Regions from separate parts of the Mus musculus genome. Here all the other regions are linked to region 1. Evidence: chromatin contacts called from public ChIA-PET, Micro-C and promoter capture Hi-C data. All regions are on one chromosome and are shown on one strand. Each heading gives the region's core, a stretch centred on a gene start, on an enhancer-like site or on the middle of the called end of the contact. The rest is flanking DNA. Distances are from core to core; before and after follow the strand shown. Region 1 holds the start of Atp1a1 (ATPase, Na+/K+ transporting, alpha 1 polypeptide). Region 2 holds the start of Man1a2 (mannosidase, alpha, class 1A, member 2). Region 3 holds the start of Vtcn1 (V-set domain containing T cell activation inhibitor 1). Region 4 holds the start of Ttf2 (transcription termination factor, RNA polymerase II). Region 5 overlaps Cd101 (CD101 antigen). Region 6 overlaps Vangl1 (VANGL planar cell polarity 1). Region 7 overlaps Vangl1 (VANGL planar cell polarity 1).

Region 1 (3,657 bases), core at 739-3,238:
ACACAGGCAACCTAATATCCAATGTATAGAATAGAGTACTCCAAATACTAAGTTCACTAGACACCTGTTAGGGTACATTAAACACTTCGGTTGAACTTAACTAAATTCTCAGTTGAACTGTTATTGTAGCACTTGAGTGCCTCTGTCCTAGGCCTAAAGGCATAACTCTGACTTAAACGTCCTCCTGGATTATTTATTATTATAAACACCCCAATTTCTTCTGGAGGATAACTTCAGAGTTCTGCACACAAAATGATGCTTCAGAGGCAGATGTTATGTGTAAGCTGAGAGCAACAGGTTGTTCAGCACCTGTTGCCACTAAACAACCGTTTGACCTTGAACAAGTCACTTCACCTTCCTAGGCTTTGAACTTCCTAAAAGCCGCTCAAGGTCTCCAAATGACAAAGATACTTTTCGAAGGGATAGGAGATAAAAGATGGGGCTTTAAGGAATAAATGGTTTATAGGAACGGCTTGGATGGCATGTAGGATGGTGTGACACATAGATCCGGTTTCCATCGTGGAAAGTGGAGGCCAGGAGGGAATCAGTTCTTTGCTAGGATGCTGCATACGCCGACCAGCCCACACTGGGCACTATCGGGGTCTCTATTCTCTCTTCCTGGCCCACGTCTTATAATCATCTCTTTCAAGTCTCCAAAGAATGTGCTTCCCTCTGGCTCCATCCAGTATATACCCGGGTGCCTTAGGACCTGCAGTGTCTACAGCTTGTCTGCTTGGTCAGCCCTGAAAAGGGTGGAATGGACTCTCCCACCTGTATTCTCATGACTGGTGCTTTTTCAAGCTAGGAACTGATATTTTCAGGGTTATTTTTTTAAGTTTTTAATCTGCTACTTTGAGGTCAAGAACTAACTCTTCCGAGGTGGACAGCAGTAACCGAGGTGGGAACTCAGTGTTGTTCGTGCCCGATTCCCTCATTCTCTTCGGGAACCGCTCTCGGGTGAGACAGCAGTGCAGGAAACCCGCATGGCTTTTCTAACACCATCAACTGCCCAGTCTCCAGTCCTTTGTTAGATTGACAGTACCCTGCGGCCCTGAAGGGTCAGCCTGGCCCCATTTAAGAATTGTGCTCCGACATAAAACAACACACCCCTCCCCGTCGTTAAGACGATAACACCAGTTACCAAAGGCACATCCTGTTATGGACAGTGGCCCATTTTAAAGCTCTCAAAAGTATACCTTAAAGGCTATCTTTGGGCTGTGAAGTCACACCCTTTCTGGCACCAGCTTCGCTGGGCTGGTTCGGCCTAAGGGGAAGCCAGTTTTTTTCCTTTGGGGGAGGGCGGTCGCCTCTGCGGGGAGCTGGCCGAGCCCCAGCGCCTCCAGGAGAAGGGAGTCTCGACCCGGAGGCTGCCCTCGCCGGCGCCGGGCCGCGGCGAGGACCGCCACCGCGAGGGGGCCCTGTCGGAGCTCCCCGGGGGAAGGGGAGGAGCGCTCCTTCCCCTGGGCACGGTGGGAGGAGGGAGAAAGGAAGCGCAAGGCGCGCGGTGAAGGCGACCAGAGGGCTCAGGCAGGGCAGGCGCCCGGCTCAGAGATGCCGCCCCGGGTGCTCCTCCTCCCGGGCCGCTGCCCGCGCTCAGCACCCGCCCCTCCATTGCCGAGAGCCCGGTCTCTAAGCCGCTTCCTCCCGCGCCCCCGCCCGGGGCCCGGGCTCGCCAGACACTCACCCCCTTCCCCATGGTGGCGGCGCTGCGGGCCCCGCGCCGGGTCCTGTTGCTGGAGACTAGAAAGAGAAGAGAGCAGCTCCCGGCCGGGAGAGCGGAGCCGGGGGAGCCGAGAGGCGGGAACTAGGGCTGCCGCGGGAGGAAAGAGGGAGGACGGCCGGCGCCCCGGACCGAGGCCGCCGCTGCTGCCGCCGCTGCTGCCGCCGCTGCCACGTGTCCGCCTCCTCCCGCCGAGGCTCCGCGCCCCAGACCCAGCCGCAGCTCGAGCCCGTGCCTCCTCCTCACTTCCTAAAATATGCAACCTGCGTGATGGCTCCGCCCACGCGTGCACGTCACCGTTACCGGAGCAACCTGACACCGGCTCCAGCTAGCTCCGCCTCCGCCTCTAACCCCTCCCAGCCGGGCCCAGACCGCGCTAGCGACTGCCTGCCCTGGGCTCCCGGCAGGAGGGCGCCGGTGCCCAGGACGCGGGTGTCTGGGTCTCTCAAGGGCTACGGAGCGCTCCCGCCTGCAGAACACTGGGGACTTGAGTGAGCAGCCTGCGGAGTAGGGTGCGGAAGGTCCACAGTGGGTGCGGCGCAGTCGGGGCTAGTCTACTTGCTCAGCGTAGCTTTTCTGGGGTCTCGAGGGGCCGGGGTTGGACAGCAGCTGCACGACTCCGAGGGATTCCTCTCTGCAGAATCCAGGCCGGCATCCTTCGGCGGCGGCGGATGGTGCTTTCCCTTTGATTCCTTCGTCCTGGGGTCCTCTCACTCCACCACTAGAGAAATGCTTCAGGACATATACACACGCGCGCGTGCGCGCATCACTTACATTTCCCTTCCCTTATGACCCCCAAATGACTATATAAAAAAAAAAAGTCAGTAAGAAATTCATTCACAGCACTGTATGAATGAAATCTTGCAAAAGAGGAGGGGGGATTAAACTGTTTGTTGGAGAGTTTCTCCTTTTTATGGCAGAGAAACCTAAAACCCAAAAGAACACCCATCTTTAGTAAAAGAGGTGGCTCAAGCATTTTGAAGAACAGCATCCACAGCATCCGTGGTTACCTTGAGGGTCTCATCAGACTCACTTCCAGCCAGTCGCATCCCACTCTTGGCCTGGCAGAGTTGCAGGGCGGGGCTTCTAGTTTCAGTGGCTAAGCAGGCGCTGTGATGGCTGAAACTTAACATCAGAAACAACAAAGTATTTGTTGTTGTTCTTACCAATCTCAGGAAAGCAAGCAGTCTGGGAAAGCTTAGGATTCAGAAGAGAAACTCGATTTCCATCTCTGAAAATACCTAGAAGTAAGGAAAACACTAACTTCTTAGATATAGACCTATCAACTTCAAGTGTCAATGCTTTGTAGGATGTAGAGCTTGCAAAAAATAGGTGGGGGTGGGCAGAGGGTAAGGGAAGGAGAAACACCCAAACATCTAGGCACTGTGTTATCAGTTCCTCCATAGAGCAATTCTCAGTACTTCTTAGAAACAACGGTTGCTTATACAACTGTTGCTTATAGCAGAAGGCAGCCTTTATCTCTTCCAGTGATCTACAGAACTTGATTAAATCAGTTTGGGGCTTAGAGAGAAGAGGAAACTATAAGCAAAATTTAAAATCACGATTCTGGGGAAAGACCCTTCAAATCCAGAGTACCAGTACCAGCCCTGTTAGTTCAACTGGAGGTCACAGAGTGTTAGCTAGACTTAAGAAAGTGCATTCCTGTGCATGGCAGATCACTGCCACTGTGCAGCAGGCTTTGCTTGCTGAAGACCTTACTTTAAGATGAATTGCCTATAGGCTCTGATCTAAATGGGAAAACACAACAACTAAAATACAGAAAGCACATGCTTGGGCTGTGGTCCTCCTTACTCATCCACTCACTCATCAAGATAAGTCTGATAGGTCAAGACGCTGCTTTATCTCCACAGCTGCTTCCTTGCAGCTTGGGGTGCTGACAGCCTCTCAGGAGACCCTGGGTTTCTAGTTGTGTTCAA
Region 2 (3,657 bases), core at 782-3,281, 920 kb before region 1:
ACACGACAGCAGATCATAATAGCTAAATGACATTAATACATCACTGCTGTCAAAAAGCTCTGAACATTTTTTTCCCAAATGTTCATTGCATCATATATACATACCATGGGAAATAAGGTCCAGAAAAACAACGTTTCTTTTTCAGCAAATATTTCCCAGACCAAGTAAGGTTTTTCACAGTTACAAAGCAAGGGAAGTTTTAAAGAAAAACCTCTTAAAGTATGTAAGTTGAAAATATCAAATATCCCAAAGTATAGAAAAATGGTATGAAACTGTATTATTAGAAGTACTCCAATAAGGCCAAAAGTCAATGAACTAGCAAGCAAGTAATTATTAACTTCACAGACAAAGTGAGAACGCCCTCATTACAATAGTGTATTGTCCCAAATATTTAACTTAGGCTCACATTTGAACCTAGGCTTTTTCAAAATCCTCACACTAGGTTAAAACCACTACCCATTTTCTACAGGGGTTCTACCATTCGGGTGAAGTCTCATACATACTTCTCTTTCACACATTCAAGAATTAGCTTATGAGAGGAGAGAGGTGTTTGGAAAAAGCGAATTGTCTCCAAAGTCTCCTTTTAGGTAAAGATCTAGAAATGACTTAAAGGCTGGAAGCAGAGCTTCCATTTCATTTCATCTTGATTATACCCTGCCAAGGGCTCAATTCAGAATAACTGGCCAAATTATGGTTAGGGATATACACACCCCACCTTTTAACATTTAAAAAAAAAAAAAAAAATCAGAGCACAAGCCAGAGATTGGGACTTGGTGGCTGAGCAAAGTCTAGCAAGCTGTCAAGATTCAGTGACTTCACATGGTGGCAGAAAGGCAGAAACACGTTCTCAATACGCGCATGCTGACTCCCTGTATCTCCGCTCCCTGCTGTCCACAGCAGAAGAGTCTGACTGAACACTTCGTTCTGCCGGGAAAAACCAAGGAACCCTAGGAGTCCTTCCAGTCTATGTATGGTTCTACCCAGGCAGCTCTGAACCAACAACGTTCAACACCCTGATCATTCACAGGGGCAGGAGGGGGAGGGGGGAGAGACAAGAAAGCAGTGAACTGTACCTTGCTCTCCCAAAAGGAAGTACCATAATTTAAGTAACAAACGAACCTGTGTCTGTGTTCGTCGGGTCCATGGATCAGGAAGACGCCGGGGTTTTTAGCTCCTTTGCCGGCATCTACGTGAGGAATTAACACATCTTCTAAGCCCAGATCAAAGCGTTTGTGTTTTGAAGAGTCTGGAAGGAAGAAGAATGCCCCAAAACACAGGGTGATGAAGGCACTAAGGATGAGGAGAAGGATAAACTTCTCGGAGAGTCTCAAGGTAGCCCTGTGATGTGGGAAGGAGGGCGGCCCCAGGTTCAAAGGTGGTATCCTACGACCAGAGAGGGGCAGCAGCGCTGGGGTAGTCATCGTTTAGGCTCTTGGACGGAATACTTTATAAAGTTCTCATCTTATATCAAACGTACAACACATCGAACCGTTTCTCAAAACCTCGGCCAAAAAAAAAAAAAGAATAAACTCAATTTCCCTCCTCTCAAAGGATTGTTGTGCTTTTTTATTATTATTATTATTTACGAGGCCACCTCTTTCACGCTCTCCGATTACATCCAGAAGCCCGGGTGACCTCCCAAGCGATCGTTGGTTTCTGTCCCGTCAGATCTTCTCGCCATTTGGCTCTCGGTGCCTCACCGGATGATCGCGAGTCTCCTCTTCATTCCCGAGAGTGGATCGGGCGAGCCACACCGCAGAGAAGCTGCAAGGTGGGTTCTGCCATGCCCGCGCCCCGGCGCGATGCTCAGAGGCGGCTGCCCGCCCCGGGAGGCGCCCGGCGAAGACGACGAGTTGCAGTAGGTCGGTTCCACTCGGTCCCCTCCGGAGCCTCCTCCGCTCCACCGCTCCGCAGCCTCCGCGGCTTCCAAGCAGCGGCGCCGGGCGTAGCAGCGACGACCCTCAGCCGAGGCCGCGAGGGCGACGGCGTCCCGAACACTACAGCGCCCGCGCCGCCGCGCGCTCTGTCAGGAGCGGAACTTCCTCCTCAGCCGAGCGGCCGCCCCCACCCGGCTCCTCCTCCTTCTTCTCTTCCTCCTCCTCCTCCTCCTCCTCCTCCTCCTCAGCTAGCCCCGCCGCCCGCTTCTCGGCCGAGCCCAGCCGCGGCGGCCGAGCCCCTGCGCCTCGGTGGCGGCGTGCGAGGTAGCCGGGCCGCGGCCCTCAGACCGACAGCCCGGGGCCGGCGCCGGCTCATTCCTCGCACCGCCTGGGAGAGGCGGGCGGGAGGGAGGGCGGCCGGTCGCGCGCGAGCGAGCAGCCGCGCCTCCCGCGGCCGCAGGGCGGCTCCGGCAGGGCCCGGCCTCGGGTGGCTCGCACGCTCGCGCTGACTGCGGCGCGGGTCCGCGGCCCTGGGCTGGTCCCTGGCCTGTGGAGGCCGGAGGAGAACAGAGCGGCTGCGCGGCCGACACCGGTTGGGCCGAGCGGCTCGGCCGTGGGGGGCGCGGGCCCGGCTAGCCGCCCCGACTCGCGAGTGGGCGTCCCCGGGCGGCGGAGTGTGAGGTGCGCGCGCACGCTCCCGGCCGCCGCGCCCCTCCCCCGCCCGCCGGGCCGCTCGGGCCTGGCCGCTGCCGAGAGCCCGGAGCCCCCGGAAGCCCCGGCGGCCGGACGAGGAGGACCAGGCGCTTGGATCGCGAAAGTGGCGCTGGAATGTGGGGTTCCTGGGACTGACGGGTTACGGGGGCCAAGGCTGATGCCTCCCTCAGTTATCAGTGACTCGGGGCCGGGGTTCAACATCAAGGTCTCAAACTTCCACGCGTTCTTGGGCACGCGAGGCTGGTTGAAGAAGGAGGTGGCACCGGCCACGTGCCGGATTCGTGTTAAAATGGCAGCCCTGCGCTTTCTACTGGGTTCCTTTCTGAGGAATCGGACGACCTAGGTCAGACAGGAGATTCCTGGTGGTTCAGTCCCAAGACTATATATACACTCTATAGTCATCTTCACCACCACCACTACCATTCCCCCCGCAAAGATAACAAAGATGAATGAATGAGCAGGTGTTAAAACCCAAAAGGACAATATTGTTGAAGTTGAGGCTTGAAACAATCTGAGTCAATTCTGTTATCTGTAATATTGAGAAGAACCAGGTTGTGATAAAGTATAATATAGGCTTCTTAGCAATGCATATGTATTCTTGCATCTAGTTTGCATTTAGCTTTTTTTTTTTTTCTTAAATTTACCTTCTGTTCCTTGCACACATCCTAACTGGTAGCTGGCAATTGGAGAGGAGGCCCATAAATGGCAGGGGTGGGAAGTCAGCCTTAGAAATCAAGGAAAACTTCATGTCCCTTGGCAGGATTCAGAACTACATTCCACTAGGCATTTCTAGAAGCTCTGCAAACCCTACCTTCCTACCACAGGACAAAAGAAGTCATTGGTTTACAAAATAAAGCCAGCACAAGATGTAAACGTGTTCCCAAGGGCCACCGCTGGATCCAAAGTGAATGAGATTTGAGTGAGACACGTGAATGGATGTTAGAAACTGCGGAGTTCATACAGTGTGACTGTCTCATAGATCTCTAATGTTGAGAGCCCAACCAAAAGGAACACTGTGCTCCGACGGTTGAGGTCACTCATTTCCACGAGAAGATGGAAATAAAAC
Region 3 (3,657 bases), core at 424-2,923, 780 kb before region 1:
ACCTTCCTCAGACCTTAGCGATGACATGTGGTGGCTGGAGGAGTGTTGGAGGTGGAGCCGCTCCTTTCAGAGCTCATCGAGTGGTTGGACCTTTGTGCTCTTGCTCAGAATGTATAGATCTAAGGAAACTATGGCCTCTAGGGACCTCAGCTTCCTGAACCCTGGAAGGACCCATCTTCATGGACACTGCATAGGTTCCAGGGTGTTGCTCTTTGCTTATTTCAGGGAGAGGACAAGCACAGGGGGCCTCTTCTAAACCTGCTAACTCCCTAAGGGACGCTTCAGAGCACTGGTTCTCAACCTGCCATCATAACCCCTAGGAGGGGCCATGTATCAGACAGCCTGCATATCAGGTATTTACATCGGGATTCATAACAGTAGCAAAATTACAGTTATGAAGTAGCAATGAAAATAATTGTGTGGTTGGGGTCAGCACAATACAAGGAACAGTATTAAAAGGTCATAGCATTAGGAAGGCTGAGAACCCCTGCTTTAGAGAAAGGCAAAGTGTTCTTGAGACCACCCAGGAAATCAACCTCCCTGTGCTTGACTGCCAAGCTCAGTCCTCTCTTCTGAAGTTTTCTCCTCTTGCCACTCAGTCTTCTCTCCTTCTCAGCTCCACTCTCTGCTGGTTCCCAAAGTCCCTGACCCATTCTGGGTTGGCCATAGAAGGCCTGGGAAAGTTACCTAATCATCAAAGGCATTCATTCCCCTTCCAAGGGTAGAAGAGGTACGCAGGAAGCAAGCTTTATTCTTTTCAAAGCATCCTAGGTTGTGATCCCAGTGCTCAGGGGCTGAGGCAGGAGGATTGATAGAAGTATGAGGTAGCCTGGGCTACAATTGTGAAACTAGTAAGTTTCAAGCCAGCCAGCCAGGGCTACAGTGTGAGACCCATTTCAAAGACAGGAGGGAGGGAGGGAGGGAGGGAGGGAGGGAGGGAGGGAGGGAGGGAGGGAGAGAGAGAGAGAGAGAGAGAGAGAGAGAGAGAGAGAGAGCTGCCTTGCCATGAAATTCAGAATGCTATCCACTCACCTTGAATAATTTTCTGTGCAATATATTCTCAACATCTCTGGAACCTCAAAGCAGCATTAAGAAATGGGAGTAGGGACAGGTCCCCTCACCCTCTCCCTGAAAGGAAATCAGATCTCCTCACTTAGCTTTGTCAGAGTTCTTCAACACCAGGGCACACCAGGGTTCTTGTAGCTTCAGCTCATGGCCTCTCTGTGAGTACACCAGCAGAAATTGAACGTAGAGAATGATTCTAGGGGAGGCATGGGGGGGGGGGGCACAACCTAGTCTGCTGTCTCAGGTCAGCACCAGCAGGGATCAGATGCATGAGAGAGAAACTCTATCACGGGTGACCCAGCCAAGGTCTGAGGTCAACACCAGCAGGGATCAGCATTTCTACCAACCCTGCAGCTTCCTGGAATTCCTCAGACAGTGAGTTTAGATCCTCCTTGTGGCCTTGTGCAATTGAAAGATAGCGACCTGTATGAATTCAAGCCCCGAGGTAGAGACTGGGAAACTTCTCCTCACCCTTTCACAGGTCAGGGCCTAGAAAGGCATCCCTGGGCCTTGGCTTCACGGAGCTATTTCCTCATACCTGAGCCGTCCACAGCTACATGCACCCCTCCCAGCCTGCACTATTTAAAGACAGCACAAAGGAACCCGATGTGAGTCACAACACCCAGGAGGGCAGCAGCAGGCAGGCAGCTCCACTCACCAAAATCTGGCCCCACACACAGCAGGACTGTGGGAAGGAACTCCCTCTCCATGGCTTCCTTGGGGCAGATCATCTTTTGGAGGTAATCCTCTCTCTCTCTCTCTCTCTCTCTCTCTCTCTCTCTCTCTCTCTCTCTCCCTAAATTGAGAACAGGGGTGGGGTCTTTGGGAGGTGCTAAGAACCTGTGGGCTGTGCTACAGGGTCACACTTGCACTTTATCCGGTCCAGCACTGGGAGAGGAAGAGGTTAATAAGCAACTTTAGCAGCCCTGAGCAACTGCCCAGACTCAGGGAAGGTTCTGGTAGGTGATTTCTTTCTTATGAAAGACTCATCCCTACTAAGGCAGCTGTGGACTGAAAACTGTGTGTTCCACACTGAGGACTCAGCTGAGATGTTCAGGCACAGTAAACCCAGTTCATGGAGCTGCAGAGGTTGGATGGAGAGCAGGGCTGGTGGTGAGCAGGCAGGCAGACAGACAGACGTGTTTCAACACTTTCCTGTGGGCATACTGTCTCTGCAGTCTCACACTAACACCCAGCTCCAGCCCAATCTCGGCTGCAAGGTGGGGGTCCCTCATTTTCCCAGGAGAGCCCAGAAAGGACACCCTGATGGTTATTGCTACATAACCCACTAGACAAATTAAAATAAAATACAATAAAAAGACGCATGCCCACCTGCCGCCTACTGTTCCTCAGCTATACTCCAGGTTCCCCGTTAGGACATCATTTACCTTTCTGATTGAAAAGAGATGGAAAATGAAAGGATTTTGTTGTTGTAGTTGTTGTTGTTGATGGTGATGGTGGTGGTGGTGGTGGTGGCGGCCTGGCCCATCCTCCAATCTCCTTCTCCCCCACTAGGAAATAGATGATGATTTCAGTGTCAGTCCTAACTCATTAACAGTTTTTAGGAAGACACACATGCTGGTTCTAGGGGTTGTTTGAAGACCCAGTCTTCCAATTTCATGTGCCTCTTCCAGTTAAGAAAAGAAAAGGAGGGTGAGGTGGCAGAAAGGAGAGTGATTAACAATGAAAAGTCTGTAAAGAACATCACTTCCCACACAGCCTAGAAAATTCCTCCCTTAAAAGAGAACTCCACCTCCCTCACTCATGTTCAGCAAGAGGCGGGGCAGAGGCTCTGCAGGATCAGCAGAGAGGGGCTCTGGACAGCACCCCTCCCTCACTGTGCTGGGCCAACGCCCTGAGGAGCAACAGGTGTCAATCATCTTTGTCCAGAAGCCTCAGCCTGTCTGGATGGCAGTCGGAAGCACCCGTGTCAGGAGCTAGCATTTTGAAAGCACCAGCATACTAGGTACTTTGTTGGCGTCTTGAATCTCATTACCCCTTGTAAAGGCTCTTCATAGCCCTGAAGCTATATACATAAGGGGTGGGGCAGCTTTAAACCCACTCTCTGAGAACCCTCTGAGGAGCTTGCTCCTGTTCCCGCCATGGCTTTCCTCCTCTACCACCCAAGCTTAGGTTCTCCAGGATGGGAAACAAGTGTCTCTGTTGTTCCAAGGTCAGGCACGTGGGCTTTCTAATAATACATTGCAACCAGCCAGACTGGTTTTGCTGGAGGATCAGCCAGAGGTGGGTGTTCAAAATGTGGGTCCCCCCACCCTCTAAGATTTAGTGACCCACTAGGATCAACAGAGGCTTCTCTTAGTGACCCTGGTTGCCTTGTTCACCATTTAAATGTTGCAGTTGCAAAATCAGGGACAAGCCACAAGGGTGACAGACAGGGAAGAGGGACCCTGATCATCTCAATGGATAGTGGGATCAGAAAGCTTTTCTCTAGATACAAACAGAACCTATTTGGCGAACCCAGTGTCCTCTCTCAGTGCCAACTAATCTCCTTTCTTTGCCATAATCCCCTTTATTCATAATCGCTCCTCTCATTGATAGTTCCAAGACATAGCTCATGGGAGGGCCTGCCAT
Region 4 (3,657 bases), core at 549-3,048, 640 kb before region 1:
CAGTCTGCTCCTCAGACACACTGCAAGCCTCGAGTGAAAGTACTGTACTAGTCTGTATTGCAGTGTAGCCATGTAAGTGACACACTGTTTAAGAATCTTCACTCTCTTTTTCAAGATTGATTTATTTCTATTTTATGTTTAGGGATATTTTGCCTGCATGTGTGTCTATACACCAAGTACATGCTGGGCCTTCAGAGGCCAGAAGTGGGCACCCGATCCCCTGGAACTGAAGTTATAGACATTTGACAGCCCCTAAGTGGGTGCTGGAAATTGAAGCTAGGGCCTCTGGAAGAACAGCCAGTGCTCTTAAAGGTTGGCCCATCTCTCCAGTCCACAAGAACATTTCTTTTAATGTTGAAACAAACCTAAGACCAACATTGATGCACAATTCCTATAAACATGAGCACACATGTGTCTTAAAACATTTGAGCAGGGTACCAAATCTCAGTATATTTAGAAACATTATCTATATAATATTTCTAGAAATAAATAGTAAATTCTGGTACAAAGTGGAGACACAAATCATACAAGTTATTCCAGTACTACTATTCATTAGTATATTACTAATATTCATTAGTATATTAGTATAGCTATGATACTGAAAAAAAAATAACCATGCTCTACAAAGTCCAGCTGAATAGAGAGCAGGGAGAAATGTTAAATGACACCACAGTGTAATTTCACTTCGAGAATGTCAACACCCGGTATGTTAAGATTGTCACACTTGCCGGGCGGTGGTGGCGCACGACTTTAATCCCAGCACTTGGGAGGCAGAGGCAGGCGGATTTCTGAGTTCGAGGCCAGCCTGGTCTACAGAGTGAGTTCCAGGACAGCCAGGGCTATACAGAGAAACCCTGTCTGGGAAAAAAAAAAAAAAAAAAAAAGATTGTCACACTTGACTTTCCTCACTTTAGACAAGATGCTTGAGGTTTCTAGGTCTCAGCTTTCACATCTGCAGAACCTGCGATCCACATCAACCTCTGATGTTTCTTTCAGCACTAACTCCCTACAGCAGCGGTTCTCAACCTTCCTAATACCCGTTACAACAGTTATGGTGACCCCAATCATAAAATCATTCCCATTGCTACTTTATAACTGTAATTTTTGCCGTTTTGAATCGCAATGTAAAAATATCTGATTTGCAGGATAACTGAAATGCAACCCCTGTGAAAGCGTCCTTAGATCCTGAAGGTCGTGACCCGCAGGTTGAGAAACACTGCCCTAAAGACTCTGGCTCTCTCTGGGTTGTTAACGTCATGCCACTAGATGAAGGAGAAAAGCTTGTGTCTAATTAACATGTTTTAACCTTAAACGTAAAATTTAAATGGCGACCTAAAATTGGTACAAGACTAGCAAATTAATTCCCATGTCCACTGTTTGTTTACACTTTTTAGAGGGAGCAGAAAGGATGCCGGGGCAAAGGGGAGTGGCTAAGTAAGGCCAGACAGGTGCCTAGAAACTTGAAGCAGACTCTAGAAGGATCGGAGTGTGGGTGAGTCCGCGTCCCAAGGCAGCTGAAGTGACCAGGCTGGGTCACTCCGTGTAACCGGGCCGGGCTGGAGACTCACTCGGTGGCCTGCACGAAGCCGCATGTGTTCGTCCGGCACACGTAGAAGCTCTTTCCCTTATTCGGGCCATCGCGGACGCCGGTCTTTAAGAAGCAGGCGTCCCCTGAGGAAACAAGAAGGTCAGCATCGGCCACTCCAAGCCAGTCCCACAGTCCCCGGGAGGGAAATCCCGAGACTGAGGCCTTACCGTGCTCCGGACACTTAACCAGGTCCATACCGCAGCCAGGAAGCCCTGGCCCGCCGGGTTTCCGTCTTTGACTCCGCCCCGTCCCGCCCACCACAACACTCCACCAATCAAGCGGGAGAGTCTCTCACTTTCAACCAATTACAGTCTCCCTCAGGCTTGGCGCGCTCTGAAATCAAACTTGGAGTGAGGAGGCGTGGCTGAGCTCCAGTGAGGACGCCGGCATGCTCCCTGGCTTGGGGAAAGCAGGACTTGGAGAGAAGTGGACGAGGCTGAGCTTGGGAGACTCCAGAGGAACCACTAGACCCAGAGGGAGCCAGAGCCGCTTGCCTGCTCGGGAAGCAGCCACTGTGGGCGGGAACACTTCAACTTGAGGCGGCCAAAAGGCGGGAGCATCCCTTAAAACTTTGGGAATCTACTGCATAGTCTGTAATAAGCACAAAGACTCCCTTAGGACCCCGGGCAACCTTTAAATGAGTGCAGGGCGTCCACGGGGTCACCAAAGATTGAACATCTGCACAGATCTCAGTTCCAGGTTCCGCGCTCTTTGAGTCTTAGGCTGCCTTCCCCTGGTGAGGTTCTAAGGACCGCCTGGTGTGGACGCCCTGGGTCTGAGAGAAGAACCTGAGGGCAATACAAGACCTTGCGTGCTTACTAATTTTACATTGTGTGTTTTGCATTGTCAAACCTTTTGAACTTATTTTGCATTTGTACTTTTAAAAAACCGAGAGTGACGCATGGTGGCGCACGCCTTTAATCCCAGCACTTGGAAGGCAGAGGCAGGCAGATTTCTGAGTTCAATGCCAGTCTGGTCTACAAAGTGAGTTCCAGGACAGCCAGGGCTACACAGAGAAACCCTGTCTCGAAAAACCAAAAAGAAAAAAAAAAAGAAAGAAAAGGAAAGGAAAGAACTTGTAATGGATTCTTTCAGTGAGCAGAAGGTGAGGAATGACTATCGGAGCTTGGCTGCAATAGCCATGACTTCATATTTCAGCAGTTGAAGATCATGTGTCTTGGAGTGGCACACACAACTGCTATGAGGACAGAAAAGCTGCAATGTCTAAGAAGTCTGGGCTATATGGAGGCTGTAAATGTTTTAGGAGTTCAGAGTCCAGACAGTCCCGAGGTATCATTTATGAATTAAGCAGTTCTTACTAAATAGCTTTTTTGGTGTCCCAAGAGGAGTAGGTGTTTGAGAAATATAAAGTTCATTTAATGCATACATTTAAAGCAACTGTTCTAACCACAAGGGGCTTACTGAGTGGAAGAAGCTGAACTAGCCTCTACCTAATGCTTAAATAAATATAAAATAGTATATAAATGTCAAGATGAATGGAGTCAGCAGCAAACCCCGGAGAGCTTGAGAGAGAGATGAATTTCCAAGTGCACGCAGTGTGGCACGCCCCACCCCAGTTCTCCAGTGAAAGTTTATACAAACAGATTTTCTTTATTCCTAGATTGCAATTCCAAGATCTGTATTATATGCATGTGAAGTGGATACCATCTGAGGAGGTGGAGACCACAAACACTAAGGTTTGGGGAAAGAGGACCACGGTGATTCTTGTAGTGAGAATTTTGGTTTCTTTAAAAAAACACAGAAATATAAAGAATGTTTTGTTTGTTTGTTTGTTTGTTTTAACCCCAGGTGGGGCTGCTTCAGATTGTCCACAGCAGCTGACTGTAATTTGCCTCATGCTCTAACAGGGGTGTGGTTTTGCCAGCTGCAGATGGTTTCTGAGAGTGTGTGGAATTCTGGGGACTCTTCAGAGGGTATATAAATACTAGGGCCTGATACTAGGAACTGATTGGCTGCTCAGCGGTTGGATGCTGTTGACTGTGATTTGTTAAGCAGTTGTGTGCAAAGAGATGAAAAGAAGAAATTAGATATGATGGTGAAGAAGCTCA
Region 5 (3,657 bases), core at 421-2,920, 610 kb before region 1:
AAGTACTGAAGAAACCCTGGTGGTCACATAGACAATAAATAGATGTGTTATCTGAGGTCCTTTATTTGATTGATTTTCAATTCTGGCTACAGCCAGGCCTGCTCAGTGGAAACAGCTCTTGAAAGCCTTAAACCATCACACCTCGCCCTTGGGATTTCTAGGGTGAGATTAGGAAACTCAGGAGTCAGACTTGACCCTCTTCTTCCCTTGAACCCACACTCCAGTACCATGAGACAGGGGCATTACTGCAGAGCCGTCTCCCAAGTTCTACCGAGGCTCTTTCCTCCGACTCAGTGCTTTCAACAAAGGCACTGGCCAAGGCCTAGCACTATGGTGGTAGGCTGGTGTGTGTGTGTGTGTGTGTGTGTGTGTGTGTGTGTGTGTGTGTGTGAAGGAGATAGGAGGCCTTGGGGGCTGAGTAGAACACTGTTGTATGGGAAGAAGGATGCTCTTCAACGATGACTTACTATCTCTTAAACCAAGCATGCCAATGCCCCTGCTCTCCTCACCCTCCCTTTCCTCTTCCTCCTCCTCCTCCTTTTCTTCTTCCTCCTTCTTTTTCCAAGAGAGGGTTTCTCGGTGTAGCCCTGCCTGGGTTTCCTGGAACTCAGTCTGTAGACCAGGCTGGCCTTGAGTGTAGAGATTCATACACTTCTATCTCCTGAGTGCTGGGATTAAAGACATGCACAGCACCGACCAGTGCCAATGCATGCTTTGAATCCCAGCCCTTGGAGGCTGGCCTTGGTGGGGGGAAGAGGGCTGTAAGGTGGAGGACGGTCCAGACTGTACAGTGTAGGGCTAGACAGTGAGATCAAGTTCAAGGCTGGCCTAGGGCTGTATCCCAAGGCCTTTCCTTGACATCATAAAAACAGAAACAAAAAGCATCCCCAATTATAAAAGCAGGAAGCCAAATGAAAACTTCCAAAAGGCTGTAACACATTACCCTTTTGTCAAAGCGCCGATATTGATTAGACAACGACTCTTACACTTTTCAGCGGGCATTTGTAAAGGGGGGTTGGAGAAAAAACATCGGATTTCTGCCTAGAAAAAATTACATAATGATTGGGGGAGTCCGATTTCAGGCAAGCCAGTCCATGCTCTCAATCCCTCCGGCTTTGCCGACACCCGGTTTTTCCTACATTTCTTATCTAGAGAAAAATGATTTCCCTTGTGACTGGGCCAAGCTGATGTTGCCAAGGGAATAGATGAGTGGGAGAGGAATGAGAGAGGAAGGAAGGCTCGACAGCTGGTGTTCCTCTCTTTCCAGATGAGGCTGGACCTCCAGGAGGTGAGGTCTGTGTGAGTGGGGACAATGACACTATCTGCTTCTGAAGGATGCAAAGAAAAAAAAATGGTTGCTACACAAAGAAACACTCGACAAGATATGGTTAACAATCTATGTCCATGGCACATCCCTTCTGGTCCCTTGGTAACTTGGCCAAGGTCTAAAACAGAATTCATTCATCCTCCACGCTCCAACCCAATCCCTCCACGCTCCTTTCTCCAGCCCAGGTGCTCCTCAGTAGTGTCCACTCTCCTCTCCAGCTTCCTTCTGAAGTGATGTCTTTCTCATGCCCACCCAGAGAGCCTTTTCTTTCTTTGCACTGAGACTCAGCTGTGACAACTTCCTGGCCTTCCGGTACAAGCAGAGGAAGGACGTGGCCAGAAGGAGCAGCATGACGAAGGGGCAGACGATGAGGAAGTGGAGCAAGGGCCCCGAGGAGCAGATCAGGGAGGAGACCGTGGGCTCTGCAACCAGAGAAACACAGAAGACAATCAATCAGTGTCCCAACGATCGGGGCCGAGCAGGCGAGTACGTCTCCCTACACATCATTATCGGCAAGTCCGTGTAGATGACAAGGTGGAATGGCACAGGCCTCTCGCCCTGCAAGTGCACTGGAAGAACAGGCCCAGGACATTCCCAACACACACCTCTTCCCCCTGCCCGGCCATTGCAGCTGTACAGCTGCCAATGACCTACTTACAACCACCAGCCAAAAAAGAAAAGCAAAACAAAAAAAAAAAGAAGAGAGAGAAAGAAAACCTTTCCTTTAATCTTCTTCCCTCAGAAAAGATATGTATAATTCAGTTCTCGTTCTCAACTGTGTGGCTGGCTCTGAATTTTTAACTGAGATATTCCCACTGCTGTTTCTGAAACTCACAGTGCACTAAGCTGTCCTCAGTAACAGCTGTGCCTATGAAGGAGGGCACTTTTGCCCCTGACCCATGACATATAGGTTATCCCGGGTCCTGACTCCTTGCCCCACTATGCTCAATTCTCACTTCCTGTATCTAAGCCACTGGGCACAGTCCCTGTCTGGTTGGATCTCACTTCTCCCAGACTTCTTGCATGGTCCCGTGCTCACCCCTCCTTGTCACACAGCCCTTTGTTTCGGCTCCTTTCTTCCCTGGACTGAGAATGGCTAAGTGTCCTGGGTTCCTGCCTTTGGTGATCTTAAACCAAACTGAATGCCGCCACAGAGTCAAAGCCACCATACAGAGAGGCACGCCAAAGCATGCGATCCTCCGATCCTCCGCAGCTGCAGGCCGATGGGAGGCACCATCAACAGACTGACATGTGGGGCATTGGGGCTCCTGGTCATTTCCCAGAGAGGCAAAGCAGAGAGGACTGCGGCCACCACAGGTCCTCGGAAATGGTACCCTGGGCTAATGGCTAAAGGCCTGGGTTACAGGCATTCAGCAGAAAGCCACATGTGTAAAGTGGTACCAACCACTCACTGCACTCTTCCAACTACATTTCTGAACTATTTGAAATCAGGGCTATTCTGAACAATCCGATGCTAACAGCAGCTGTGCTTTGCTTGGGAAACTAACGACAGGAGACCTCTCTTCTTCAAAGGTTAAGCTATACAATTTCCGAGACTATGGATTCCCAGTGATAAAACAGTTTTGATAGGTCGTTCTGACCAACCTCCAAGTGCAAAAGAAAAGACCCCTTGGGGCCTCTCTGAAGCACTTTACACGTCAAAGACTGCCTCTTCACTGGAAATCAAGAGAGAGCCCAGACATTTGCTCGTGATAGGTACTGTGAGCTCCTGGAGGCTTGGGCCTGTGTCTTACATGTCTCTGTACCTTGTAACGCACCTCCCCCGAAAGTCCTCCAGGATCCTGGAGAAGGAACCAGCTACCGAGTGTATTCCCCATGCAAGAGCCAAGGTGGCCGCCATCATGCAGTGTCGGTCCCTGGCATTAGGCTGTCAGTTCTGAATGGGTTTGGCACAGAGCTGCAGAGTTGGTGGCCTAGATATTTTTTTTCTGTTCTCAATTGTAGTTTTCATCTTGCATCTGATTTTCCTTCTTGAAAATGTAATCAATGGCAGAGAGAGAGAGAGAGATTTTGAATTTTTTTTTCCTATTGTTTGTTTTGATCTGAGGCTGAGTCTCACTATGTAGCCTGAACTAACCTCAAACACAAGATCTTCCTGCCTCAACTTCCCAAAGGCTGGGATTATGGGAGTGTGTCACCATGCCTGGTTTAATTTTTAATTTTTTTCTAACCTCTTTCTGCATTCTTCTTTCAAATGATCCAGGCGAATGATAATTAGTCCCCTGGGTCGCATGTGATATGACGCTGGCAAGCATGGTCAAATGAAGCAGGCTGCGATGTTGTGTTAGAATAGGCCAGGCCACTCAACC
Region 6 (3,657 bases), core at 446-2,945, 590 kb after region 1:
CTGGCAACCCCAAATTCCTACAGTCCTGAGTGGCTGCAGGCTGGACCACAGTCCTGAGTGGCTGCAGGCTGGACCACAGAAGCTGCTGGATCTTGACAGAGGAAATCCAGTCTCCAGATCTGTCCAGTCCCAACCTGTGTACCCCAAAGACCACCGCTACTAACTCCAAAGTTTGCTGGACTCCTTTCTGCCCCATCTTTGACTCAGTATTATCACAGTCACCAGATTTCCATGCTTGCCATCTGAATGCCAAGCCCTTGATTTCTCTCTTATACCGAGTCCTGGGCTGGCTCTTGGAGTCATTGTTAAGCACTCCCTGATGGTGCATTTTTTGTTTTGTTTTTGTTGGTTTTTTTTGGTTCAGTGGTTTTTTTGTTTTGTTTTTGTTTTGGGTTTTTTTGTTTTGTTTTTGTTGTGGTTTTTTTTGTTTTATTTTGTTTGTTTTGTTTTGTTTTGGTTGTTTGTTGTTGAGGGAGTTTCCGGCCCTCTCCAGTCCTGCTCCATTTTGGAATTAGTCTCCAGGGACTCTTGCCTGTAACTTTTCCCTTTTCTGACCTGTCATCAGTCAAGCTGGCTTCTTTCCAACACCATTCAAAGGAGGCTAACCAATCACAGGGCAGAAAGGATCGCCCCACTCCCTAGCTCTTCAAGGGTAGGACGTGTTGTGCTTAGACCAACAAGAAAGCCAGGGAAATAGATAAACTCATTAAAATGCTAGAAAAACGAAGATTAAAAACCCAAGAGAACTTAGTGCAACAAGACAGGAACACGCAGGCGGGAGCCCAGGCTGAGTGGCAGTTGGCTGACAGCAGCGCCTTTGAGCCTTACCTGAACTTCCTCTGCGCCTGTGCGGGCAGAGTCATTTGCCAGCAGGGGCTCTCCAGCAGGAGCCTGGATGGTGACAGACTTTTCTGACCCTCTGCCATCTTTATTCCTTGGTGATTTGTGTCTTTCTCTTGTTCTTTCCCTGGGGGGAAATAATCCAATAATCAGACACCAAAACTCATGCCAGGTTAGTTACTCTCTAGCTCACCCCTCACACCGCATCCATGCCTACCCATCCCCACAGCCTGCCAGGAGTAAGAGTGTCTTAAATTTCCCAACTATTTTCAAAACAAAGACTGCCACTCCTCCACCAACAACGGTCACATTTTTCAGAGCCTTGTTTTAGAAAGCCTTGCTTTAAAGCCTTGCTTTAGAAATTATTACACATTTCACTGTAATAATTACTCAGTTGATTTGGTTATCATTTGCCTAAACTAATTCGTGTTTTACTGGACAAACACTATACTGTATCATATCTAAACTTCAATCTGAAAAAAAGAAAGAAGGGAAAGAAAAAAAAATCTGGGACATGATATCGCTCTACAGTTTGGGACGAGAAGAGAAGAAAGGAAAACCAAAGCCGGGACAGAGAATCCTGTACTTGTCTTTCTTACAAATTCAACATGAAAAGCCACTCTGTGGGTTTTGACTGTGTTCAAAGACACCCATAGAAACAAAGAAGGTGAAACAAAACATTCCCGGGGGTGTGCTTGTCCCAGGCCACCTAAGAGAAGCAGGCTCTCTGTACTCTCTCTGTACCAGAGGAACTTCGTGGGTGGTCTTCCTCCAGAGACAGTGGGAGGACACCCTGCTGCTGAGTCTTAAAACTACAAAAGGCACCAGCCACAGTGGCCGAGCCCTAGAGGTCACAAGCTGGTCAATAAGCAGTAAAGGAGAGGGGCACCAAGGCAGCCCTGCAGTGGCCAAAGCCAGTGTGTCTCCTTGGCGACCTGACATCAGCTTTCCCCATTCCTACTTGTCCTCATGCCCAAGGTTTCCCATTTTGTGTGCAAAGTCAGACAGTCAGCTCTCCTATGTGTGACTTTGCACAGGTTGATGACCTCAGTTTTCCTTTGTGGGGAACAGAATGGGGGCCATGATTCCTCATACACAGGGAGAGTGCGTGTGCTCAGTACAGAGGCGTGGAGTGAGTACCAATGTACAGCAGCCATCTTTGGCCAATGGCAAAAAATGGGGTCTGAACTTTGTGAAGGAGAGTGTGATATCTCTATCCCAGAGAGTGTGATGTCCTGGAGAGAAGGACACAAAAGAGCCATGAGCACACCATAGGCCCACCACCAAACCCTCTTCCCCACTACACATTTATCTCCTACTAACCTACTACTTAGCAACAACAATGAACCCCTAAAACTGCATGGCAGATCTATTGTCAGACTCCTATCTTGGGAACCTCTCCCTAGGAAAGGCACTATTCAAACTAGGAAAGGATAACTATTTCAAGGAACAAAGGGTTTGTGGCAGACAATGTTTCCATGACAATAACTCCATTCTTAGCCAGATAACTAGACAAAGATGTGTTCTGGTTAGCTGTGTATGGCTCCCAGACAGGTAACTGGGGGAGGTGGGGAGGGGGGCAGTAAAATAAGCAGAGAATCTAACTATTCACCCAGAGCTGTATCAAATGATGTCAATCTCTCCTGCCCTGCCCCCTTCACGCAGCACTTGGCTGAGTATGTGACTTCATTCAATTTTAACAAATAATTCTGAGGCCAGTATTACTGCCCCATTTCTCAGATAAGAAAAACTAAGGCACAGAGAGGTCAAGCACCTTGCAAAAGTTGTGGTAAGGAGCAGAACAGGAACCGATCCCAAATCTGTTGCCACCATTTCTATTCAAAACCGCCATGTGACATTGCTTTGAGGAACGATTTCATTTTTAAAAACTAGCATATATAATTATATAAGACAATGAGATTTTACCATGGTACTTTTCATACATAAAGATAATGTACTTTGATTATGTTCACCCTTCTTCACCCCTCCCCCACTGGCCCCCTTCCTTTCCTAAATCTTCATAAGTTGGAGATTTCATAAGGTCAATATTCCTAGCCCTCATCTTCACCCCCCTATACAGTCTCACTGCTCCGAGTTAGGAAATAGGCCTTCGAGGTCACTGTTGGCTGTGACCATGGATAGCCTTAGTTGTGTGTTGTCCAAAACCAGCACCCCAAAGGGTGTTCTCTGTGAGCAACAGTAAGCAGGGTGGGAGATTTGAGTGAATTTTAGGCTAGGTCCAGAACTGTTAATTCACCAGGTTCCACCTGCAGCCGGCTGGATGACCCTGGAATGATCCCCACCCCTTCCACTTCCCCTGGGATCCCCCATTTGTCACTCATGTTGGCCACCAGCCTAGTCACATGCTTATCTAACCTGGTTCTCTATTGAAAACTCCCACAGGTCAAATACTGTGACAGCAAAGATTCTACTGAAACAAAACCCTTTTGCTTTGTGCCAGTTCCTGATTCCTGAACATCACAGGGGTGAAAAGCAGGCGGAAACTAACCAGGACTAAAAATGGCTGCAGTGCTCTTTCCAGGATCACCCGGCTGGGTTCTTAAAGGACCCAAGGGCACTGAGATGGGAACAGCCCACACTGGGCAGCTTTGCCTCTCAGCTCCCCGCGTAACCCTGCCGTAAGCCAGGTAAGAGCATCTTGTATAGGACGCCAAGGACATTCCATCCTCCAGCACCTGCCCCCTACACCCGTGTTCTCACTTCTCAGACCCCTGGTGCAGACAAACCACCAGGGCTGCAGAGATTGGGTGGCCCTGCCCTCCGAGAATCTGTCTGGGAGGAAGATGACAGGAATCT
Region 7 (3,657 bases), core at 688-3,187, 560 kb after region 1:
AAGAGGTCACTTACCATCTGCTACACAAAGTTTCAGTTTGGCCATAAGGGCAGCTGGGACATCGCATACAGCGGACAATGAGAGAGAGTGGGCAGGATGGGAGAACAAGGACAGACAGAGAAAAGAGAAGTCAAGGGACACTGACAGTGACCACACACAGGAACACAAGCTAAGCCGAGTGCTATCTCCCCCAACACCAAAGCCCAGCAACCGCAATACGCCCCGCCCCATCTGTGAATCGACCTACAAGTCCCGTATCACCCTGAGCATGACCCAACTTAGCTTATCACAAAGACACAGCCAGGACCTAATGCTTTCTTCTGGGTGCCTTAGAGAACTAAGTTTCCCAATCAAGGGTGAGGCTTACCAGTCATACCCCTCACATAGCCAAATTTAAAAAAAAAAAAAATATTTGAACACTAATACCAAAAACTGATACCTATGTAAACCAGATGTCTTACTGACAACATGAATCTCTCTGGGAGTCTGCAAAGCTCTTGTCTTAGCCCAGGTGCCCAGCAAGACGTAAGAGGGAGTCCTGTTTCTCACACTTAAGCATCTGACACCCTGAATGAAACTGGCCTCTGACTTGGTGAGTCTGCCTCCAGCTTCTGGTTGCCATTCCTGGCCAGGACTGAGAGACTAGAGAGGAGCTCCCAGATAGCTGACTCTCTAGGCTGAATACGTTTCTAGGCCAGGGTGGAGTATTCTAGGCCGAAAGCCCTGAGAGCATCGCAGTCTTTTGGTAAACAGCTCAGACTTTGAAAAACATTCCTTTCCGAGGACTTTCAATCTAAAGTGTTCCCAGCAGGAGGCAGGAAACACAGCTACAGTTTCCAATACCAAAATCTCCAAGTGGATGAACTTGATATATATATACACATATATAGACTGTAACTGACATTCCCCCGGAAAAAAATGTTTGTCTACATTTAAACTAAAAATATAAATTGTTCTAAAGTGAGAAAAGACCGTAAGGCAAGCACAGAATACAGGGTTGAAGCAAACGTACTATGAGGTTTAAGCCACAGAGCCACCTAACTGTGCGCCCCCCCCCCCAAACGGTTTCAAGCACATACCATCTACATTGTAGACTTTCAGGCCAGCCATGTGCTTGGCTGCTCGGAATTTGGATGCTGTTAGGAGGTTCGGGTTATAGATGGTGAAGTCCTTGTAGTAATTTTCCAGAACCACCAAGGCTGCTCGCTGGATGCTGTAAAATGAGGGCAAAAATGAATGCGGGGTTTTCACCGGAATTCAGTGGGGCTGAAATGAGAAGTCTTTCTGAGTCAGGTCAATTGTAAGTCAAGGTAGCCCTCCCAGGAAAGTCTGCTGGCTCCTACACTCCCCATGGCTCCCACTATGGCGGCTTCCTCTCCTTTCCCAGGCTCTGGCATTCCCCATATCCCATTCAGCCAGAAGCTGAAAGAGGAGAGAATTACAAGCTGTAACTGAGATTTAGGTTTGGGGTACATAAAGCTTTTCCTGTTTATCCTTAATTTACCAAAAAAAAGGGAAGGAAGTTGAGAAGCTCGCCCCCCCCCAAAAAAAAGGTAGGAACTTTGATGATGCTCTGAGACCCTCATTCAGTAATTGGTTACACACACACACACATACACACACACACACACACACACACACACACACACACATACACACACAGAGAGAGAGAGAGAGAGAGAGAGAGAGAGAGAGAGAGAGAGAGAGAGAGAGAGAGAGGCGGAGATTTGCCCCAGGTCTAAGGAACTGGTCTCCCATGTTACAGCAATGTCCTCCCTATGGGGCAGAGTCCTTTAAATGAGGCTTCAGTTAAACGCTAAGATATTCTGGGTCTTAAGATCCTCAGAAGCTCCTGCCCTTCAAGTGTCCTGGACACTCAGCAGATAATAGCTCCAAGCTACCATTTTGGAGCTCAGGTGATAACACACATATCCCAGAAGCATGCTGGGAGCTGAACAGAACACTGCAGGATCCCTGCTGTTTCAGAGATCCACCAGCTGTAACAGGGAGGGGCTTTCACTCATCTCCTCCCTTTTGACCTTCACGATCACTCCAGGGAAGAAAACAAAGGTACAGAAACCCACAAGCCACACAATGGCATGGCATGCCTTAGAGTCTGGCTAGAATTCTGGGGTGGATTAACAACCTAGATGCTGGCCCTTCACCCTGCGCTGTGTGTCCTGACATCTGCAGCTCCCGAAGCTGTTCGCCAAACACGCTGCACTAAATACCACAGCTCTGTTTTATCTTGCCCTTCTGTGTCTCTTTCCCAGCGCTCTGCTAAGATAATGGGCTTATAAGGATTATTTACAATGGCCTGAATGCCAGGACAGGGACTGCCTTGGATTCCTGGAGGGCTATGCGGCATCCCAGGGCTCTCTACCCCCTACTGACTGAGCAACCCTTAGCCAGACCGCTGAAGCCCCGACTACCCCCACTCCAAGACTCCCTTTGCGCTCCGCTTTAAGAATTGAACACAGGACTGAGGATGAGTCTCCAATGGCAGAGTATTCACCTCTGCACTATGTAGGAACCGAGCAGTCATTAGGTCAGCATGGAGTGCAAGACTAAGGCGGTCCTTGAGGTGAAGGGCTTCATTTTGATCTTACTGTTGTTCGGAGTTCTGCCCATTGTGTTTTCAATTTCCTCCTCCTCCTCTGCTATGACCTTCCCCAAAGAGGAACAAGTGTTCCTTCACTTCCAATGCATCCAAAAGTGTACCCGTCCCTATCACACACATGCACCCTTGCACATTGCTATGTTTGAAAACCCTAAGGATGAAAATAAGCTTGGTTATACACAGACACACTGGTTCAAACTAGTTCATCCCGTGCTTTTATACCAGCAGAAGAATTTCTCTAGGTGCTCAGATTAGAATATTAAAAAAAAAAAAAAAAAGTTCGTCACCAAAAGTTAAGAACTGGTAGGGAGAAATTGAGAGATGGCTTAGCCATTAAGCATTGGCTGCTCTTGTAGAAGCTCAGGTTCAGTTCCCAGCACCTATATGGCTTATAACCACATATAACAGGGGATGCAATATACTTTTCTGGCTTCTGTGGTCTGCATGAGTGTGGTGCACACAAACTCTGCAGGTATATACACATTATAAATAAGCAAGTAAATAAATCCCCCTTTAAAAAAGTCCAGAGTTTAAAGGTAGTTTCGGAAGTTAGCCTCAGGCCCACCTCCAAAGCAAGCCTTGTGGTGACTGCTGGGTTTTGTTTTTCATCCAGGTCACAAGGAGGAGCCCAGAGAATTCCATCGGCTCAGTCCAGTGCCTTCATCCCACATGTGCCATCTCTATAAGTGCCTTCTGTCCTTGTCTCCCTCTTCAGAGCTCCAACCCTGCCACCTTAGCATGGCCTAAGACACGGTTGAGGTAAGGCCCGCAGCTGCCAATGTTGGAGCAAAACTCTATGCATCCCCTAAGAACTTCCCACAGATAGGGCTGATGCCCAAGGACAGAGCCCCGGGGCTTCATGCAGGGCCTCAACCTTGCCAAGGCCAGAGAAGCCCATCTCCCAAGAAGCACAGAAGAGAAGAGCAGGCATCCTGCGCCTTCTCCAACCCCATCATCGCACAGAGCTCCAGCGTGACTCAGAGCCAGGCACGGTCCTGGCCGGATGCCCAGGCTGACAAGCTAATGCAGGAGCTGAA

What was found. Promoter capture Hi-C pulls out the DNA fragments that hold promoters and counts their contacts. Hi-C and Micro-C count contacts between places; a contact is called where the count stands out from the background. ChIA-PET counts read pairs in DNA pulled down with a chosen protein or histone mark.
Region 2: a contact with region 1 is called in a promoter capture Hi-C map of pre-B cells. The contact joins the promoter of Man1a2 here to the promoter of Atp1a1 in region 1. A contact is called at or near these places in 2 of 39 promoter capture datasets (neutrophils and pre-B cells), 1 of 484 Hi-C or Micro-C datasets (CD4 T cells), 2 of 115 datasets of contacts at active chromatin or transcription factors (memory CD8 T cells and thymic regulatory T cells) and 2 of 9 other capture datasets (liver and macrophages).
Region 3: a promoter capture Hi-C map of hippocampal neurons shows a contact between it and region 1, with 4 times the contacts expected there. The contact joins the promoter of Vtcn1 here to the promoter of Atp1a1 in region 1. A contact is called at or near these places in 1 of 39 promoter capture datasets (hippocampal neurons) and 1 of 115 datasets of contacts at active chromatin or transcription factors (memory CD8 T cells).
Region 4: a promoter capture Hi-C map of pre-B cells shows a contact between it and region 1, with 5 times the contacts expected there. The contact joins the promoter of Ttf2 here to the promoter of Atp1a1 in region 1. A contact is called at or near these places in 20 of 39 promoter capture datasets (the 3T3-L1 cell line, 3T3-L1-derived adipocytes, the C10 cell line and 10 more), 20 of 484 Hi-C or Micro-C datasets (B cells, CD4 T cells, the G1E-ER4 cell line and 12 more), 8 of 115 datasets of contacts at active chromatin or transcription factors (astrocytes, bone marrow-derived macrophages, embryonic forebrain and 5 more) and 3 of 9 other capture datasets (adipose tissue, embryonic stem cells and liver).
Region 5: an RNA polymerase II ChIA-PET map of memory CD8 T cells shows a contact between it and region 1, with 3 times the contacts expected there. The contact joins the enhancer-like site here to the promoter of Atp1a1 in region 1. A contact is called at or near these places in 2 of 39 promoter capture datasets (embryonic stem cells and pre-B cells), 3 of 115 datasets of contacts at active chromatin or transcription factors (bone marrow-derived macrophages, embryonic forebrain and memory CD8 T cells) and 3 of 9 other capture datasets (adipose tissue, embryonic stem cells and liver).
Region 6: a contact with region 1 is called in a Micro-C map of embryonic stem cells, with 2.6 times the contacts expected there. The contact joins the enhancer-like site here to the promoter of Atp1a1 in region 1. A contact is called at or near these places in 3 of 39 promoter capture datasets (embryonic stem cells, hippocampal neurons and liver), 2 of 484 Hi-C or Micro-C datasets (the G1E-ER4 cell line and embryonic stem cells) and 2 of 115 datasets of contacts at active chromatin or transcription factors (epiblast stem cells and pancreatic cancer cells).
Region 7: a contact with region 1 is called in a Micro-C map of embryonic stem cells, with 3 times the contacts expected there. The contact joins the enhancer-like site here to the promoter of Atp1a1 in region 1. A contact is called at or near these places in 1 of 484 Hi-C or Micro-C datasets (embryonic stem cells) and 1 of 115 datasets of contacts at active chromatin or transcription factors (pancreatic cancer cells).

The regions. Positions count from the first base shown.
Region 1 is chr3:101,602,719-101,606,375 of GRCm38.p6, forward strand. Atp1a1 (ATPase, Na+/K+ transporting, alpha 1 polypeptide) reads right to left here and starts at 1,989. Exons shown (of 23, transcript NM_144900.2): 1 at 1,685-1,989. The coding sequence starts at 1,696.
Region 2 is chr3:100,683,442-100,687,098 of GRCm38.p6, forward strand. Man1a2 (mannosidase, alpha, class 1A, member 2) reads right to left here and starts at 2,032. Exons shown (of 13, transcript NM_010763.2): 1 at 1,120-2,032. The coding sequence starts at 1,421.
Region 3 is chr3:100,823,786-100,827,442 of GRCm38.p6, forward strand. It overlaps Vtcn1 (V-set domain containing T cell activation inhibitor 1), which reads left to right and starts at 1,674. Exons shown (of 6, transcript NM_178594.3): 1 at 1,674-1,805. The coding sequence starts at 1,774. It overlaps Gm32720 (a long non-coding RNA gene), which reads right to left and starts at 2,783. Exons shown (of 3, transcript XR_375902.2): 1 at 2,454-2,783; 2 at 1,033-1,221.
Region 4 is chr3:100,967,865-100,971,521 of GRCm38.p6, forward strand. Ttf2 (transcription termination factor, RNA polymerase II) reads right to left here and starts at 1,799. Exons shown (of 23, transcript NM_001013026.2): 1 at 1,756-1,799; 2 at 1,569-1,671. The coding sequence starts at 1,783.
Region 5 is chr3:100,992,146-100,995,802 of GRCm38.p6, forward strand. It overlaps Cd101 (CD101 antigen), which reads right to left. Exons shown (of 9, transcript NM_001167906.2): 9 at 44-1,749. The coding sequence ends at 1,520. Among named protein-coding and RNA genes, the nearest start is that of Ttf2, 24 kb to the left of the region's middle. Within about 2 kb of position 1,671, at least 95 of the 459 cell types and tissues checked have an H3K27ac peak or open chromatin away from gene starts, as enhancers often do. A contact at or near this core is called in adipose tissue, bone marrow-derived macrophages and memory CD8 T cells, where this site is marked.
Region 6 is chr3:102,188,581-102,192,237 of GRCm38.p6, forward strand. Vangl1 (VANGL planar cell polarity 1) reads right to left here. Exons shown (of 8, transcript NM_177545.5): 3 at 829-967. Among named protein-coding and RNA genes, the nearest start is that of Gm16160, 13 kb to the right of the region's middle. Within about 2 kb of position 1,696, at least 31 of the 459 cell types and tissues checked have an H3K27ac peak or open chromatin away from gene starts, as enhancers often do. A contact at or near this core is called in embryonic stem cells, where this site is marked.
Region 7 is chr3:102,165,759-102,169,415 of GRCm38.p6, forward strand. It overlaps Vangl1 (VANGL planar cell polarity 1), which reads right to left. Exons shown (of 8, transcript NM_177545.5): 5 at 1,080-1,213. Among named protein-coding and RNA genes, the nearest start is that of Gm16160, 36 kb to the right of the region's middle. Within about 2 kb of position 1,938, at least 56 of the 459 cell types and tissues checked have an H3K27ac peak or open chromatin away from gene starts, as enhancers often do. A contact at or near this core is called in embryonic stem cells, where this site is marked.